Regions from separate parts of the Sus scrofa genome. Here regions 1, 3 and 4 are each linked to region 2. The links are chromatin contacts, called in public Hi-C, HiChIP or PLAC-seq and promoter capture Hi-C maps. All regions are on one chromosome and are shown on one strand. Each heading gives the region's core, a stretch centred on a gene start, on an enhancer-like site or on the middle of the called end of the contact. The rest is flanking DNA. Distances are from core to core; before and after follow the strand shown. Region 1 holds the start of PIF1 (ATP-dependent DNA helicase PIF1). Region 2 holds the start of SPG21 (spastic paraplegia 21 (autosomal recessive, Mast syndrome)). Region 3 holds the start of RBPMS2 (RNA-binding protein with multiple splicing 2). Region 4 overlaps ANKDD1A (ankyrin repeat and death domain-containing protein 1A).

Region 1 (3,513 bases), core at 528-3,027, 210 kb after region 2:
TCAGAATAAAATGTTGAGAGTACCAGAGGCTGAAAGGAGAGAGAACAGGGGGTCATTGTCTTTTTTTTTTTTTAATGGTGTGTATTTTTCTTTAATAATAAAAAATGAGGGTGAACTCCACCTTTTACTTCTATGCTTCCATTTCACTTGAGGGTTTTGTTTGTTTTTTTGTTTACAAGAGTCATTTGTCACCTTTAGATCTGACAACCTTAGGGAAGGGAGTTATTGTCTAATGGGTACAAAGTTTCTGTTTGAGAATAATGAAACTTTTCTGGAGATAGTGGTGATGGTTGTACAACATTTGAACGTTTTTTGTTTGTCTGTTTTTCTTTTTAGGGCCACACCGGCGGCATATGGAAGTTCACAGGCTAGGGGTCCAATTGGAGCTACAGCTGCCGGCCTCAGCCACATATACAGCAATGCGGAATCCGAGCCGCATCTGCGACCTACACCACAGCTCATGGCAATGCCCAATCCTTAACCCACAGATCGAGGCCAGGGATCCAACTCACATCCTCATGGATCCTAGTCGGGTTCATTAACCACTGAGCTACAAAGGGAACTCCCTGAATGTTCTTAAAGGTAATGAATTGTGCACTTAAAAATAGTCTAAACGGAGTTTCCACTGTGGCACAGTGGCTTAAGGATCCAGCATTGCTGCAGGTGTAGCATAGTTCACAGCTGCAGCTGGGTTTGGATCACCGGCCCAGGAACTTCCATATACAGTGGGTACAGACTCCCCCCGCAAACAAACAAACAAACAAACAAACTTCTTGGAGCCTTGGTTTCCTCACTTGAAAAATGGGGGCAATTCAATAAATGAGGGGGCTGACTCACCTGTAAGATCCCTTCCAGCTCTGTCATTCCAAGATTTAATGAGGAGAAAAAAAGATAATTAAAAATAAATTCCCAGAGTTCCCGTCGTGGCTCAGTGGTTAACGAATCTGACTAGGAACCATGAGATTGCGGGTTCGGTCCCTGGCCTTGCTCAGTGGGTTAAGGATCTGACGTTGCAGTGAGCCGTGGTGTAGGTCGCAGTTGCAGCTCGGATCCGTGTTGCTGTGGCTGTGGCATAGGCCGGCGGCTACAGCTCCGATTGGATCCCTAGCCTGGGAACCTCCACATGCTGTGGGAAGCAGCCCAAGAAATGGCAAAAAGACAAAAAAATAAAATAAAAATAAAAAATAAATAAATTCCCTGAGCAGCCAGAGCAATAAGAGGGATTACTGATTCCCTGAAAACAGAGGCTCATTCACTTCCCTTGTACTCTTGAGCATCCGGCCACAGGTCTGAGTTCTACACTGTTGGCCCTCAGCCGGATGGGAAGGACGAATACGTAAAACGACGCTTACAAGGGCAGAGGAAGTGTAGAAAGTTTCGGGGCAGACAGAGACAGCAGTAGCAACAGGCGGTGGAGGGATGTGGTTTGCCCAGAAATGAGCAAACGGTCCTATAAATGTAAACAGGAATGCGAGGGATCAAAGGCAGCTCTTCCCCAAGGCCAAGTTCAGCTGCTGTGTGAGGGCTTAAAGCGGAGGAAGGAGAGTGTGCTGGAGGCTTGAAAATAAGTCAGACACACAACACCACGCGCCGCCCGGATGCGCTCACTTCTTCCTCCCCCTACTCCTACCTGTCCGCGCGACTTGGTACGCTCCGCCAGCACAATAAGCCTCTCCCTCCGGCGTGCTATTGGTACAGCCCAGGCTCCAAGAGTAGACACCCAAAGACACGCCCGTTGCCACGCCCGCTGTCTATGATTGGCTGGAAAATTTAAAGATCCGGCCGATGATAGGGTGATTCTCTACTCCCAGGATTTGAAAGTTCCCAGTGTCCTACCTTTGCGTGCATGCCGGCTCTGTTCAGCTTGTCCGTCGCAAGTGAGTGTTCACTCGGATGCCAGAGGTGGGAGGCAGAGAACCTTCTTCTTCAAGGGGTCCCTGCCGGGAGGGTGCACACGAGTGGGTCAGACGGAGGGAGAATGGATTCCCGCACCCCAGGGTCCCTCTGCGATTTCCCTAACCAAAGATTCTCTACTCTATCCCTACCCTGAAGATGGGAAGCGCCAGGGCTTCAGAATCACACGAGCCCTGACTCCTACCACCCCTTGTGGCCTCTCTCAGCCTGTTTTCCACTTCTGTACACGGAGAAGAGTGAGACCTGCTTGGCCGCATGTAAACTAGTGAACGTACCTGGAAGACATAAGACGCTTATTAGGGAGTATGTTTCCTGTTCACCTCCTCAACGTGAAAGTCTCTGGCTTCTTAAGGACAGGACTCAGGATTCTCGTGTCCGCCTATGGGTCTCTTGGAAGCAGGCTTCTTTTCCGTTCCAGGGCTCCCTTCTGTGGCACTTGGCGGACAGCTGCGGTTCTCCAATGCTGGATGCAATTGACGCTGCCCATCCGCTGCCCTGGAAATTATTGTGTAGGGTAGTAATTTCTAAGAGAAAATCCGGTTTACTCTAGGGCCCTTTTACCATTTCCGTGACCTCTTTGTGTTACCAGTGACAGCCTCTGTGACCCTATGTGGCCTTCACCGGGCTCCCCGTCACGGCTTCTATACAACCTATGATATATTCCTTGAGTCCCCGTGACCCCTGAGCTCCGGTCTTTTTACAGACCCGCAGAGGCGATGGCAATGCTGTCGGGCACCCAGGCAGCGGCAGCAGAAAGCGAGGACGCGGAGCTACGGTGCCGCGTGGCTGTGGAAGAGCTGAGCCCGGGAGGGCAGCCGCGAAGGCGCCAGGCGCTACGCACCGCGGAGTTGAGCCTGGGTCGTAACGAGCGCCGGGAGTTGATGCTTAGGCTGAAGGCGCCGGGACCCGCGGGGCGGCCGCGCTGCTTCCCCTTGCGCGCTGCGCGCCTTTTCACGCGCTTCGCAGCGATGGGGCGCAGCACTCTAAGGCTCCCGGCCTATGGCGCTTCCCCGGCCGGCGCTGTGCAGCTGCTGCTCTCCGACTGCCCTCCAGACCGCCTGCGCCGCTTCCTGCGTACGCTGCGCCTCAAGCTGGCCGCGGCCCCGGGTCCCAGGCCAGCCTCCGCCCGCACTCAACTTCTTGGCCCAAGGCCCCGCGACTTCGTCACCATCAGCCCGGTGCAGCCCGAGGAGCTGCGGCGCGCGGCGGTCACCCGGGTCACGGACACCACGCCAGTGAAACTGCCCACGGAGCCCCGGGTGGGGGCCAAGTCCAACACCGTGAGGACAACGCCTTGGGGAGTGGGTGTGCCACTGAGATGGAAAAGACTAAAGTGGCCCACGTTTAGGAGGGAGATGGTGGTGGTATTTGAGATGGCAGGCTGGTTGTTTCAGAGAAGATGCTCATCGGACTTTTGAAAATAAGAGGGATATGGGCATCGTGCATGTGGTTCTCATAGTGCAATCCTTGAGACTGAGTAAGGAGAATAGGAAAAGTGGGTCCAGGTCACATTAACAGAGAAATCAGGAGATCCCCCTCGTGGCTCAGTGGTAATGAACCTGACTGGTATTCATGAGGATGCGGTTCCATCCCTGACCC
Region 2 (3,898 bases), core at 836-3,335:
TTCATTATTTTGGGTTTGCTCTTTTAATAAAAGTATACATATAACAAAGTGTATCCACATAGTGAAATAGTTTTCTTTTTTTAAATTTTAAATGATTTTTATTTTTTCCATTATAGCTGTAAGTTTACAGTGTTCTGTCAGTTTTCTACTGTACAGCAAGGTGACCTAGTCACACATACATGTATACATTCTTTTTTCTCACATTATCATGCTCCATCATAAGTGACTAGATATAGTCCCCTGTGCTATACAGCAGGATCTCACTGCTTATCCATTCCAAAGGCAATAGTCTGCATGGTTTTCCATTATCAAGAGTCAAGTTAAAAAATATTACCAAATTAACAGAATAAGGACTTCTAATCCATTTACACATATCCATAGTTCAAGTCTCATTAGGGCTGATAGTCAAGCGAGGTCTGGGAGTATGGGATCTAAGGAGTACAGATTTAGGAATACATGTGGATTGATTTCTTTATTTGCACATCAATTCATTCAGTACACATTTAGTATTTATTATTAGCCAGATTATAATAGCTAAGGCATTAGTTAAAGCACTCTGTTCCCTTTGCTCTAAATTAAATTTCCCAGAAGTTCTTGTTGTGGCTAGGCTGGTTAAGAATCTGACTAGCATCCATGAGGATGTGGGTTCGATCCCTGGCCTTGCTCACTGTGTTAAGGATCCACAGCTTGACCCTAAGCTGCAGCATAGGTCACATGTGCTAAGGATCCACAGCTTAACCCTAAGCTGCAGCATAGGTCACAGGAGGGGCTCAGATCCAGTGTTGCCATGGTTGTGGAGTAGGCCTGCAGCTGCAGCTGCAGTTTGATCCTTAACCTAGGAACTTCCATATACTGCTGGCTTGGCCCTAAAAAGAAAAATTTTAATTAAAAAAAAAATTACAGCTCCCAGACCACTGTGGGAGAAGATAAACAATGTAATGGGTACCCATAATGGGTTTTATATACAACCAGTGATTTGCCAGTTATCCCATTCATTACCTAAGTTTTTGGGAAAAAGTCCGAGGTTAAAATTCTTCCGTGAAAACACATTCCCTGTATAGTTCCTATGTGGTGCTTATAATAAAAGATCTCTCTATTACTGAAAGGTGATTTTGGCTGGGGGGTGATGGATATATTGTGTTCTTGAGAAATGCGTTTGAGATTCGTCCAGGTTCTAGACTGGAATCCAAAGCTCCTGAGCAGGAGGGCAGAGGTCATAGTTTAAGATAGTTTACTCGGATCCTCTCTTGACCTTAATTCCCAAAACAATTGCCTGGGTAAAGGGAAAGGCTTTTATTAGAGTACAAGTTTTCCCTAATACAGATTAGGAAGAAGCATTTTCAACAGACTTTGTGGCAGGATCACTAAAAAACTTCCTAAAACGAGATTTAACATGTTATTCTACCTTATCACAGCTGAAAATATGCTATTGAAAAAGAGAGTCGTGACCTCTGCAACATCTTACTTGAGAATAATGTTTACAAATATATTAATATTCTCTTATTTTCTTTAAGGGAAAACGATGAGGGAGTTGGAGGTTCAGTGGGAGCTGTTCCCGGAAATCCCCAGAACGTCAGCACAAGCCTGGGAAGGGAGGCGGGAACGTTACAGTGGAGGATTATGAAGGCCGTCGGTGGCTGTGCAAAGGAAAAAAAACCTTGCCAAGAAAAGAGGGTATATAAAGCCCTGTTCATCAAGGACTGAAACCCAAAGGGGTTCCCTCAAAGCTTTATACGGCGGAGAGAAAACGTCCAGCATCCGTTTCCTCCAAGAGGGCGTGAACTGCAGGCAAAGGCAGGTCCCGAGGGTCAAGTGCCCCTTTCTTCCACTCCCACAACCTCTCCTTCGGTGATCACATCACATAGGTGACCTAGAACTGACCCAGAATTTCCTCGGACCTCTTACCCGCGCCCGCCGCCACAGCCTGAGCGAGTGCGGAGACCGCATCAGACAGGATGTACGGAGAGCTCTCGGAGTGCAGCCCTGCGGTCCAACCCGCCCGTGGCCATGGTGACCGCCGGAGACACGCAGCTCCGCCCCTTCCTCGCGACGTGGCCCCGCCCCTCCAAACCCGGAAGCGCGGGGCTCAGGCCAGCTGCGCGAAAGATTCGCGAGAGAGGGCGGTGGCCCAGGCCTGCTTGGCCGCGCGCCCCGCCCCTCGGAGGCCGGCTTTCCAACGCGCCCCCAAGGTCTGCAGAGCTTGCGGGTACAGAGCGCTCCACCCACCGGCCCCGACCCGGGCCCAGCAGCCTCCCTGGACTGGACCCGTGCTGGAGGGAAAAGCCGCCTTGGGGAGGCGGGAAAGGGAACTGGAGGCGGCCACGGAAGGTGAGGGTTTGGCTGGGCCCTGAGAAGCGGAGGGTGTGAGTGTTTGATGTGTTTGTGGCTGCAGGTGAGAGTGGTTTGTATTGTGAGCGGCTGCCTCTGTCGGCGTGAGTTTGTGTGGATCCGACTGTATCAGTTCATGTGACCATGCACGTGATTGGATGTCCCTGTGTGTGTTTGACTGAGGTCGATTCTGAGTTCGTGGAGGAGATCCGTGTGCCTGTGACCCCGCCTTTGTGTGGCTATCAATAGTGGGAGTGGGAGAAGGTGGAGGTCTGTGTATGAGTCGCCTAGGGTGAGGTGGAGGACGCTTGACCTGGGTACATTCTTGTAATCCTATCTTGGGGCTACACTGCTGCGGCCCAGGAACATATTTTTCTGTAAACTTTTAAGAACTCTAAGCAGACTAGTTGTTTTGGAGATTGCACCTCAGGCTGAAAGTGATAAATGCCTTTGTCACTGCTGAGTGGGGTCCAGGTGTGAGGCTGGTGAATGAGGCATGGGGAAAGTAGCAGGGCTAGGCTGTCTCACTTTTCCTCTTCTCCTTTAACTGGGGAGTCATAAATTCTGCATATGCTGCTGCTTTGTCTCCACCTACAATGTTCCAGCTCCTGTTGGCACAAAGATTCAAGAGACTGAGGGGTAATCGAATAGCTGTGTGCCAAATTTCCAAAAGCTTTTATATAAGCCATCTATACAAGATGAGGTGTCACAGTCGAAATGTCAGGTAATCAGCGTTTACTCCCATGAGGTTTAGAAGGTAATGAAATAAGTTTTTGAAGAAAAGAGAGATAAATCTTCCCCTGAGGAAACCTAAAAAAAGAATAGTTCTGGACTGGTATGCTGAGGTATGGAGGCCTACATTAAAAAGCCAATGGCATCACCTAGAGAGTCTCAGGTTCTAATATTTGGCTATTGATGGTGTTAATAATAATCACAGATTGTCCATAAGTCGATCATATTGTTGAGATAAAGGATCAGAAAACCTCTGACTAGTTAAACTGGTTATATGACTTAGACATTTGTAAAGGCGATTTCATTGACTGTGAATTGGCAGGTTCTGTTGAAACCCTGAGGATAAGTGGACTGTAAATTGGCTGGTTCTGTTGAAACCTTGAGACATAAGTGCACATAATTCTTGGTGCACACAGTTTTATTGTTGAGCAAGCACAAGGGGCAGAGAGGCCCAGGTGTCCAGAGCACTCGTGAGGAGGGGTTTCCTTAGGCAAGATTAAGGCAAAATTCCTGCAGTCCCTTTCCCACCAGCATGAACAGGTGCTTTTTTTTTTGTGAAGAGTCGAATTGTGAGAGATCAGATCAGTGTTGAGCTTGTGGTCCACATTCTTTCTTTAATTCTGACCAGTTTGGTCAAAATCTCAGTTAACTTTTTTTTTTTTTTTTTGCCATATGCAGAATGTTCCCCTTATGACTTGGAGAAGTATTCCTTCCCCTGTAGTGGATGAAAGAGAGCTGGGAGAACAAACTGCCTTTTCATACCACTCACAGCTGCTTTCCTTTTGCAGCAGTTTTTTTTTTTTTCACTTAAACGTCAGTTGGTCAGATGCAGCATTTG
Region 3 (3,595 bases), core at 156-2,655, 250 kb after region 2:
GATTATACTTTGTTGGGGTAACTAAGTCACAGGCGAACATTGTACATATTTCTACACTCCATGCTGCTGTAGGATGGTGCCGGTTCTATTTTGGCTATTGAGGCTCTGAAGGGTTCTCCAAGGTCTGAGATCCTAATTGGTTCATGACTGCAAACCCAGCTTTTCTCACTCCACCGGCACTATGCATTGCTTCAAACCTTAAAATCCAGGTTTGGCGGGGGAAAGTCAGAACAGAAACCAACTTCTGCAAGGTGACAGATCACACCTGGAGACGCCAGATTCTGGGAGGCGCTAGGCAGTGTCTTTCCCGAGCCTCCGACCGGAATGCCTGGGGTTGCAGCTCCAGGCGGGGGCGGGGCGCCCAGGAGGGGCCAAGCAGCTCTGCGGGGCTAAGGGCTGCTGTGCCTTAAGCGCTACCTGAGGTGGGCGCCGGTTTGTACAAGGTGGCGTCAAAGACCGGCCCCAGTAGGCGTGGGTTTTCAAAAGTCAGAGGAAAACCCACCAGACGCCGCGCTCTTGAGGCTTACAGAGGGGAGTCACCACAGACCCACCCAAGCCTGGGGCTCTGAAAAGGAGGAGGGGAAAAGATGCCTGAGTGTGTGTTGGGTGGTATTTAAACCGGGGAGGAGAGGACCCAAAAGCTGAGAGAAGGGGGCGGCGAATGGGACCTCGATCATACAAGGTCCCCCCCTCCCGGGGCTAATCTTTTGGATACCCGTGACTCACCTAGAGTCCTATTCAGTGACTGCGGGGCGGGAGGGGTGTTTGAGATCTAAGTCCCACCCTCTGGGCTGGAAGCCTGAGGCCAGAGAGGGGAAGTGATTTCTTCAAGGTCACGCAGCAAAGGGCGCCCAGCCCAGGCCAAAGCCTAGGTGTTCGGCCTCCCCTGGGCCATCAATCCCAGGCCCCAGGCCCCAACAGTTCTGCGCTGGGAGGGAAGGAGACGGTGGACGAGGACTGGGTGGCTGGATTTGAGGGTGAAAGCGCGTTGGACACCCTATAACCCCAGATCAGAGTACATAGTTGGGACTCCTTGAAGCCGAAGACGCAAGAGTCCCGCTTTGGGCGCTCCCTCGCCTGGGGCCGCCTGGGTGGGATGATGACGAGGCACAAGGGGGCGCGGGGTGCCCGGCACCCGGTTCCACCTCCCGCAAGCTGGGATGGCGCGGTGCGCGCGGTCCCTTTAAGAAAGTTCGCTAGATGAGTTCATCAAAGTTTAAAAACTAGTCGTGGAGAAGGGAAAGGGGAAAGATGAGAGAGGGAGAGAAAAAGGACAAGGAAGAGAGGGGAAAAGCCCCGCCAGAGGCTGGCGCGCCACGGCCCGGGCCGGGGCGAGCCCGCAGTGGGCTGCGGGGATTGGCTGCACGTTCCCCCGGAGACCGCAGGGAGGGAGGGGGAAGGGGCTGGCCGGGCCCCAGCTGAGGCCGGTTCCGGCCCCCGCCCCCCGCCGCCGCCGCGGGCGCACTCGCGGGTCGCAGTGAAAAGGCGGAGGCGGCGGCCGCTCCGGCTCCGCTCCGGTTCCCAGTGCCTCCGTCGCCGCACCCGCCAAACTTGATGTGACCCCAACCCGACGCGGCGGCTGCCTTTCACCGCCCCTCGCAGCCCCCACCGCCACCCCGCCCCGCAGCCCCGGAGCGCACCGCTCACCGCGCCCCTTCCCACCTCCTCGCTGGGGCCGGGCGCCGCGCTCGCCCTCGGCGTTCCCTTCTCCTCGCCACCCCCACCCCACCCCCCGCACCATGAGCAACCTGAAGCCGGACGGCGAACACAGCACCAGCACGGACACCAGCACCGTCACGGGGTCGGGCTCCGGCGGCACCCTGGAAGAGGAGGTGGGTATGCGCCCCAGGATTTGTCGGGCGAAGTGCACGCGGAGGTGGGCGGGGGACTGGGCACGCGGGGCCCCCCGCGCGGTCTGGCAATCGCTCCCGGCGCCTTCCCGCCGCTGCCCTTCGGCCGGAGAGGAGCAGCCCGTGTCCGGCGGGCGGGGGCGTGCGGCCTGGGCTGCCCCGCCGGGCGGGCATTGTCTCCCCGAACTCCCGGGCTCCGGGCGGGCGGCGAGCCGACTGCCGTCCGTGGTCCCGAGGTGGACGAGCGGCGCCGCGTCCGCCCCATATCTGCTGCCCGCCAGCCCTTGGTTCTTCACTCTTGTCCCGGCTTGCTGCCCTCTTATACTGCTCCCGCGTGGCCGGGTCTCCCGCCTCGGCTGGGAGGAACTGAGCGGGATTAGCACGGTGGGCGGGCGGCACCCTCACTCCTTTGCACTTTCCACCCTGACCCCTCCCCGTGACCTTGGAGGCCTGGACCGGCCGCGCGGCACCTTGGTTCACTAGAGCTGAAGTCTTGGGGGCGGGGGTGCAGGGGGTGGACGAGTTTTCTTCACGGCCTCAGAGTCTGGGCTTTGGCAAAGATGTCAGCTGGCAGTTAGAATTGGGAAGGAGATGCCTAAGGACACTCAGTTCCCAGTTCTCCTCCCTCTGGTTTTGCTCTGGTAGCCAAGCCAGGACTCCAAAGCTGGCCATGGTGGGATTCTGCAAGGAAGGTCCACTGGCCGTGTGCTGAGAGGAAGGAGTCTGAGACGGCTTCGTGGAATCACCAACAGCTGGGTGGTTAATTGGATGGCGAAATCTGGGAGGGTGTGTGGGTGCGTGTGTGGGTGTGTGTGTGTTGAGGGGGAGGTAGTGTGGTGGATATAAACCTTAAGGCTATCAGTGAATGGAGACCAGGAGCTGGGCGGGCAGAGACAAAAACTGGTCTGGAAAGGGGACAGACCTCATAGCTTTCTCAAGGGGCCTCTGCTGTGTCATTCTAGGGCTGAGAGACCCTTCCTGCTGCACCCTGGTATGCTCTTGACCAGGAAACCAAAGGCGATTTATCCACCCTGAGCTCCCTTCCTCTTGGTCTGGGGAAGAAACCGCAGAGCCCCTGGTGGGGCAGGCATTGATGCCTCCTTCCAATCCAGTGTTGGGCGCAGGCCTGCCGTGCTATAGGTTTGGTGCAGAATGGCGGCACTGGCCCACAGCTGGGCTGGGCTCCTCACTGTGGGAGGGATGGTGGGAGGGTCACACTGCCAGCTCCCACGCTTAGCAATTCAGAGGCCTGCTGCCAGCCCGAGTCCGCCAATGGCATGGCATCTTGAGAATCTAGGTCTGTTATCCTCTTTTTGTGGGAATGGAAAGGAGGAATAGACAGCCCTTCACGCTGAAGGAGGGCTTGACATCTGTCTATTAGTGTCGTGTGGGCTCTAATGGGCCAGGGGTTCTTTTGGTTCCCGAAGGTCTGGTCCTTCTTGAACCTTGATGCTGATAGGTCTTTGGCTTTGGGACCCTATCCTGACTCTACCCGGTTGTTGACAATCTCCCCTGAGAGTTGGGGGAGGGTGACAGCAGGGTTGCTGGTGTGTGTGATCTCTACTGAAATTAGGGGAGGGTAGCCTTCTTCTGTGAAGCCAGGCATGGACCCAGAAACACTTCTGCTAGAGGGTTGACTTCAGCAGGCACTTTACTCCAGCAAAGAGACCCTCAGACCTACCCCTTTGAAGTGGGAAGGATGAACCACGTGGCCACTGTAAAGTCTTGGAGAAAGTGGTTGAGGT
Region 4 (3,880 bases), core at 589-3,088, 140 kb after region 2:
GAAGTAGATTTCTGGGTCAAAGATGTAGATTTCTAGATTTTGCTAGTTATTGCCACATGCCCTATGTAGGCTCTATACTGTTTCACACTCCCATCAGCAATGTATAAAACAGGTTAAGGATCCGGCATTGCTGCAGCTGGGGCTCGAATTTGATTCCACATGCTACTGGTGCAACCAAAAAAAAAAAACAAGGAAAAGAAAAGAAAAGAACTTCTTTCTTCGCAGCCTCCCCAAAAGAACTTGATGACAAACTTGGATATTTGCCAATCTGATAGGTGAGAAGTGCTAGCTCGGTGTAATTTTAATTCGCATCGCTATCATTATGGGCAAAGTTGGTTATCTTTATGTTTGAAAAAAACATTTTTTCAAGCAAAAAAAAAAAAAACTGTTCTTATCTCTAGTTCATTTTTATGATTGCTGGACTTAAGAGAATTTTTTTCTTCTTATGACCGCACCCGAGGCATATGGACGTTCCCAGGCTAGGGGTCAAATTGGAACTGCAGTTGCTAGCCTACATCACAGCCACAGCAATGAGGGATCTGAGCCACATCTGCAACCTACACCACAGCTCATGGCAACTTGAGATCCTTAACCCACTGAGCAAGGTCAGGGATCTAATCCACATCCTTATGGATACTAGCTGGGTTCATAACCTGCTGAGCCAAAAAGGGAACACCCCTTAAGAGAATTTTAAAACAACTTTTAAATAAGACTTATTTCTTATCTTAATAATGTTTGTTCATCGCTAGAGAAAATTTAAAATGCAGACAAGGATGGTAACCTAGTAGTTAAGGACTCAGTGTTTTTACTGCCATGGCTAGGGTTACTGCTGGGGCTAGGGTTCGATCCCTGGCCCAGGAACTTTGGTATGCTGTGGGCATAGCCAAAGGAAAAAAAAATACAGACAAGGGAAAAAAATACCCACAATTCATCTACCCAAAGATGCCACTGGCAATGACTTGCTATTTATATTATGTTAGCCCCTTTCTAATAAAAGAAAAAAGATGCACACACATGCACATAAGCACACACAGTGGTAAATTATTGGTTATCTTGTGCCAGTACTTGGTAGCCAGAGGTTGCACTGGTTTCCTCTCTACTTGGAGAATTAGCCCTGTGAGGGTGGAGAGGGTGGGAGTGTCTGGAAAAGGGAGGAAGAGAGTGATAGAAGGTCCTGGGCAAGTGGGGTCAGGAGTCACCAGTGTGCAGCCCCTGGAGAGGACCCTGCACTAAGTGTGCTGTTTGATTGCCAGTGGGAAGGAGCATGCTAACATTGCTCCCCCACGGCAGAAGGGTGGGTGGAGGAGCAGGAGCACAGGCACAGAACTGAGCTCCAGTCCAGTTCTAAACCGTCCAGCCCTGTGACCCTACACAAGTCTCTCTCTCTCTTCATAAGGAAATACGCATGGATGATCTTTTAGGTCTCTGCCCACAAAAGCATTATATTAAGAAGGGATGAACAATCCGTCAGAGGAAGAAATTCTGATTAACGACCAAAGGGAGAAAGGGATGGATATTTTTCAGGTGTCTGAGCGTCCCCTAAACTCACGAACCTTAGACTCCCACCCACACTTCCTGGCACTGTGTACGCAGGTCTACTGGAGTGAGTCCCAGCTCTGCGTCTGGGAAAATCACTACATCTCAATTTCTTCCTTCAATTTCTTCTTCTGTGGAGGAGACCTTTTCAGAGGGTCATTTGAAAATGCCTAGAGCAATCCCCCCAGGGGCACACAGTGAATGGTAATTGTTATCTTGCTCTCCTCGTGCCCCTTGGACTGTTCCATTGAGTCTTCTCACAACCCTACGATGCAAGTGCTAGCATATCTAAGCTCCATTTTACAGAGGAGATAAGTGAAGTTCAGAGAGGTTATGACTCGCCCAGAGACGCACCGCAAGCAGGAGAGAGTTCAAAGTGAAATCCAGCGGTTCTTCTCCAAGGGCGAGCTCTGCGGTCTCCAGAGCACGGGGTGTCTCACCCAGTGCTGCATTTCGGATGGGGCTGCAGCCGCCGATGAGGCCCGAGAACGGCTTTCGGGCCAGCGTCTACTGGGACACCCCAACTTTAGAGAGCAACTCTGTCGTCAGCAAGGAAAGTTACTTGAGGGAAACCCAGCGCATGCGATTACGCCGAGTACACCGCAGCGGAGGAGGCCCACAAGTGCATTATAGAGCGATTGGCGGAGGAGTTTGTCGAAGTTGCTCCTCCTCCCGGAACTCTGCCGGGAGTGGGCGGAGCCGGTTTGGCTCGACTGCAGTTCCTGTGGTCTACTCGCGGGGGAGCCAGAGCCAGTGAAGAACCGCAGGCGCTAAGTACCTAATTCTCTCAAGTGTGCACACAAGCAATCTGTACCCATCACTAGCAGGTCGAAGGGCAGAGGGCCTCCAGGAGAGACTGGAGGATACAGAGTGTTGCCTGACCTGAGGTTGGCTAAGTCCTCTGGTGAAGGAAGAGGCTTTCCCTGCTGGATCCTCCACTCTGTGCTTCCTGCTGCTCTGAGGCTTTCTGTAGAATTACCGGTGCAGGTCCTTGAACTCCAGGCTAAGGACCTGGGTGAGGGCTGGGTGAGGGAGAAAGAGTTGTGGAGGGGATGTTAGTAATGTGGGGTTAACTGCCAGGTTAATCCCCACTCCAAAGAACCCCCCCTACTTCGCCAAGAACCTCCCGAGGGCCTCAGGCCCTTCCAAACCTGAGGGGAAAGAGAGAATAACTTTATTCACACAATGTTTGGGAATTATCATTGATTCCTGTCATAGTAGTGCTTTTTTCAGGGCTGCACCTGCAGCATATGGAAGTTCCCAAGCTAGGGGGTCAAATCGGAGCTGCAGCTGCCTGCCTACCCACAGCCATGCTGGATCTGAGCTTCAGCTGCTACCCATACCACAGCTCAAGGCAACACCCTATCCATAACCCATGGAGCAAGGCCAGATGGAAACTGCATCCTCATGGAGACCAGTCGGGTTTGTTACTGCTGAGCCACAATGGGAACTCCAGTAAAATGCATTTAAAAAAAAATGTAAAATGGGAGTTCCCATTGTGGTGCAGTGGAAATGAATCTGTCGTGTATCCATGAGGATGAGGGTTCAATCCCTGGCCTCGCTCAGTGGGTTGAGGATGAGGATCCGGTGTTGCGGTGAGCTGTGGTGTAGGCTGCAGACACCACTCAGACCCTACATTGCTGTGGCTGTGGCATAGGCTGGCAGCTGTAGTTCCCATTCGACCCCTAGCCTGGGAACCTCCATATGCCATGGGTGCAGCCCTTAAAAGAAAGCAAAAATAAAAATAAATGTAGAATGGGGGGGATCCTCTGTGGCCCAGTGGGTTAAGGAGCCATTGTCCTAGCAGCTGTGGGAATTTCCAGAAAGCCAAATAAATAAATAAATAATATAAAAATAAAAAATGTAGAAGTCAAATGCTTAACCCTAAAGAACTTCTAAAGGCCTAATTTCTTTTTCTTTCTTCTTTTTTTTTTTTGCTTTTTAGGGCTGCATTTGCAGCATATGGAAGTTCCCAGGCTAGGAGTTCAATTGGAGCTGCAGCTGCCAGCCTATGCCACAGCCAGAGCAACACCAGATCCGAGCCACATCTGCCACCTACACCACAGTTCTCAGCAATGCCAGATCTTTAACCCATTGAGCAAGTCCAGAGATCAAACCCACATCCTCACATATACTTGTCTGGTTCATTTCTGCTGAGCCTTTAGGAACTCCTAAAGGCTTAATTTCTGAAAGAGGTGTCTGCCTATAAAAGGGATGGGGCAGGATGACCTGGCATTCCTGGGTTGGTAAGTGAGGCAGCTTCGTGTGGTCTGGGCCCCAGGGAAGGGGCAGGGGCTAGCCTGCTGTGAAGGCCCAGTCTACCTGGACAGTGGGATCCAGATCC

Evidence for each region. Promoter capture Hi-C pulls out the DNA fragments that hold promoters and counts their contacts. A called contact is a pair of places that touch in the nucleus more often than the background predicts. HiChIP or PLAC-seq counts read pairs in DNA pulled down with a chosen protein or histone mark.
Region 1: a promoter capture Hi-C map of liver shows a contact between it and region 2, with 4 times the contacts expected there. The contact joins the promoter of PIF1 here to the promoter of SPG21 in region 2. A contact is called at or near these places in 3 of 5 promoter capture datasets (fetal liver, fetal skeletal muscle and liver), 10 of 47 Hi-C or Micro-C datasets (alveolar macrophages, blood, fetal heart ventricle and 5 more) and 2 of 2 datasets of contacts at active chromatin or transcription factors (alveolar macrophages and skeletal muscle).
Region 3: a contact with region 2 is called in an H3K27ac HiChIP or PLAC-seq map of alveolar macrophages. The contact joins the promoter of RBPMS2 here to the promoter of SPG21 in region 2. A contact is called at or near these places in 1 of 5 promoter capture datasets (fetal liver) and 1 of 2 datasets of contacts at active chromatin or transcription factors (alveolar macrophages).
Region 4: a contact with region 2 is called in a Hi-C map of alveolar macrophages, with 2.3 times the contacts expected there. The contact joins the enhancer-like site here to the promoter of SPG21 in region 2. A contact is called at or near these places in 1 of 5 promoter capture datasets (liver), 6 of 47 Hi-C or Micro-C datasets (alveolar macrophages, embryonic fibroblasts, fetal heart ventricle and 3 more) and 2 of 2 datasets of contacts at active chromatin or transcription factors (alveolar macrophages and skeletal muscle).

What each region holds. Positions count from the first base shown.
Region 1 is chr1:107,216,803-107,220,315 of Sscrofa11.1, forward strand. It overlaps PIF1 (ATP-dependent DNA helicase PIF1), which reads left to right and starts at 1,778. Exons shown (of 11, transcript XM_021093760.1): 1 at 1,778-1,877; 2 at 2,618-3,194. The coding sequence starts at 2,631. It overlaps LOC110260912 (a long non-coding RNA gene), which reads right to left. Exons shown (of 3, transcript XR_002344495.1): 3 at 2,274-2,409.
Region 2 is chr1:107,009,739-107,013,636 of Sscrofa11.1, forward strand. SPG21 (spastic paraplegia 21 (autosomal recessive, Mast syndrome)) reads left to right here and starts at 2,086. Exons shown (of 9, transcript NM_001244929.1): 1 at 2,086-2,328.
Region 3 is chr1:107,257,897-107,261,491 of Sscrofa11.1, forward strand. It overlaps RBPMS2 (RNA-binding protein with multiple splicing 2), which reads left to right and starts at 1,406. Exons shown (of 7, transcript XM_021093786.1): 1 at 1,406-1,832. The coding sequence starts at 1,740.
Region 4 is chr1:107,152,038-107,155,917 of Sscrofa11.1, forward strand. It overlaps ANKDD1A (ankyrin repeat and death domain-containing protein 1A), which reads right to left. Exons shown (of 21, transcript XM_013992888.2): 3 at 1,891-2,558. Among named protein-coding and RNA genes, the nearest start is that of ANKDD1A, 32 kb to the right of the region's middle. Within about 2 kb of position 1,839, at least 37 of the 83 cell types and tissues checked have an H3K27ac peak or open chromatin away from gene starts, as enhancers often do. A contact at or near this core is called in alveolar macrophages, embryonic fibroblasts, fetal liver and 2 more, where this site is marked.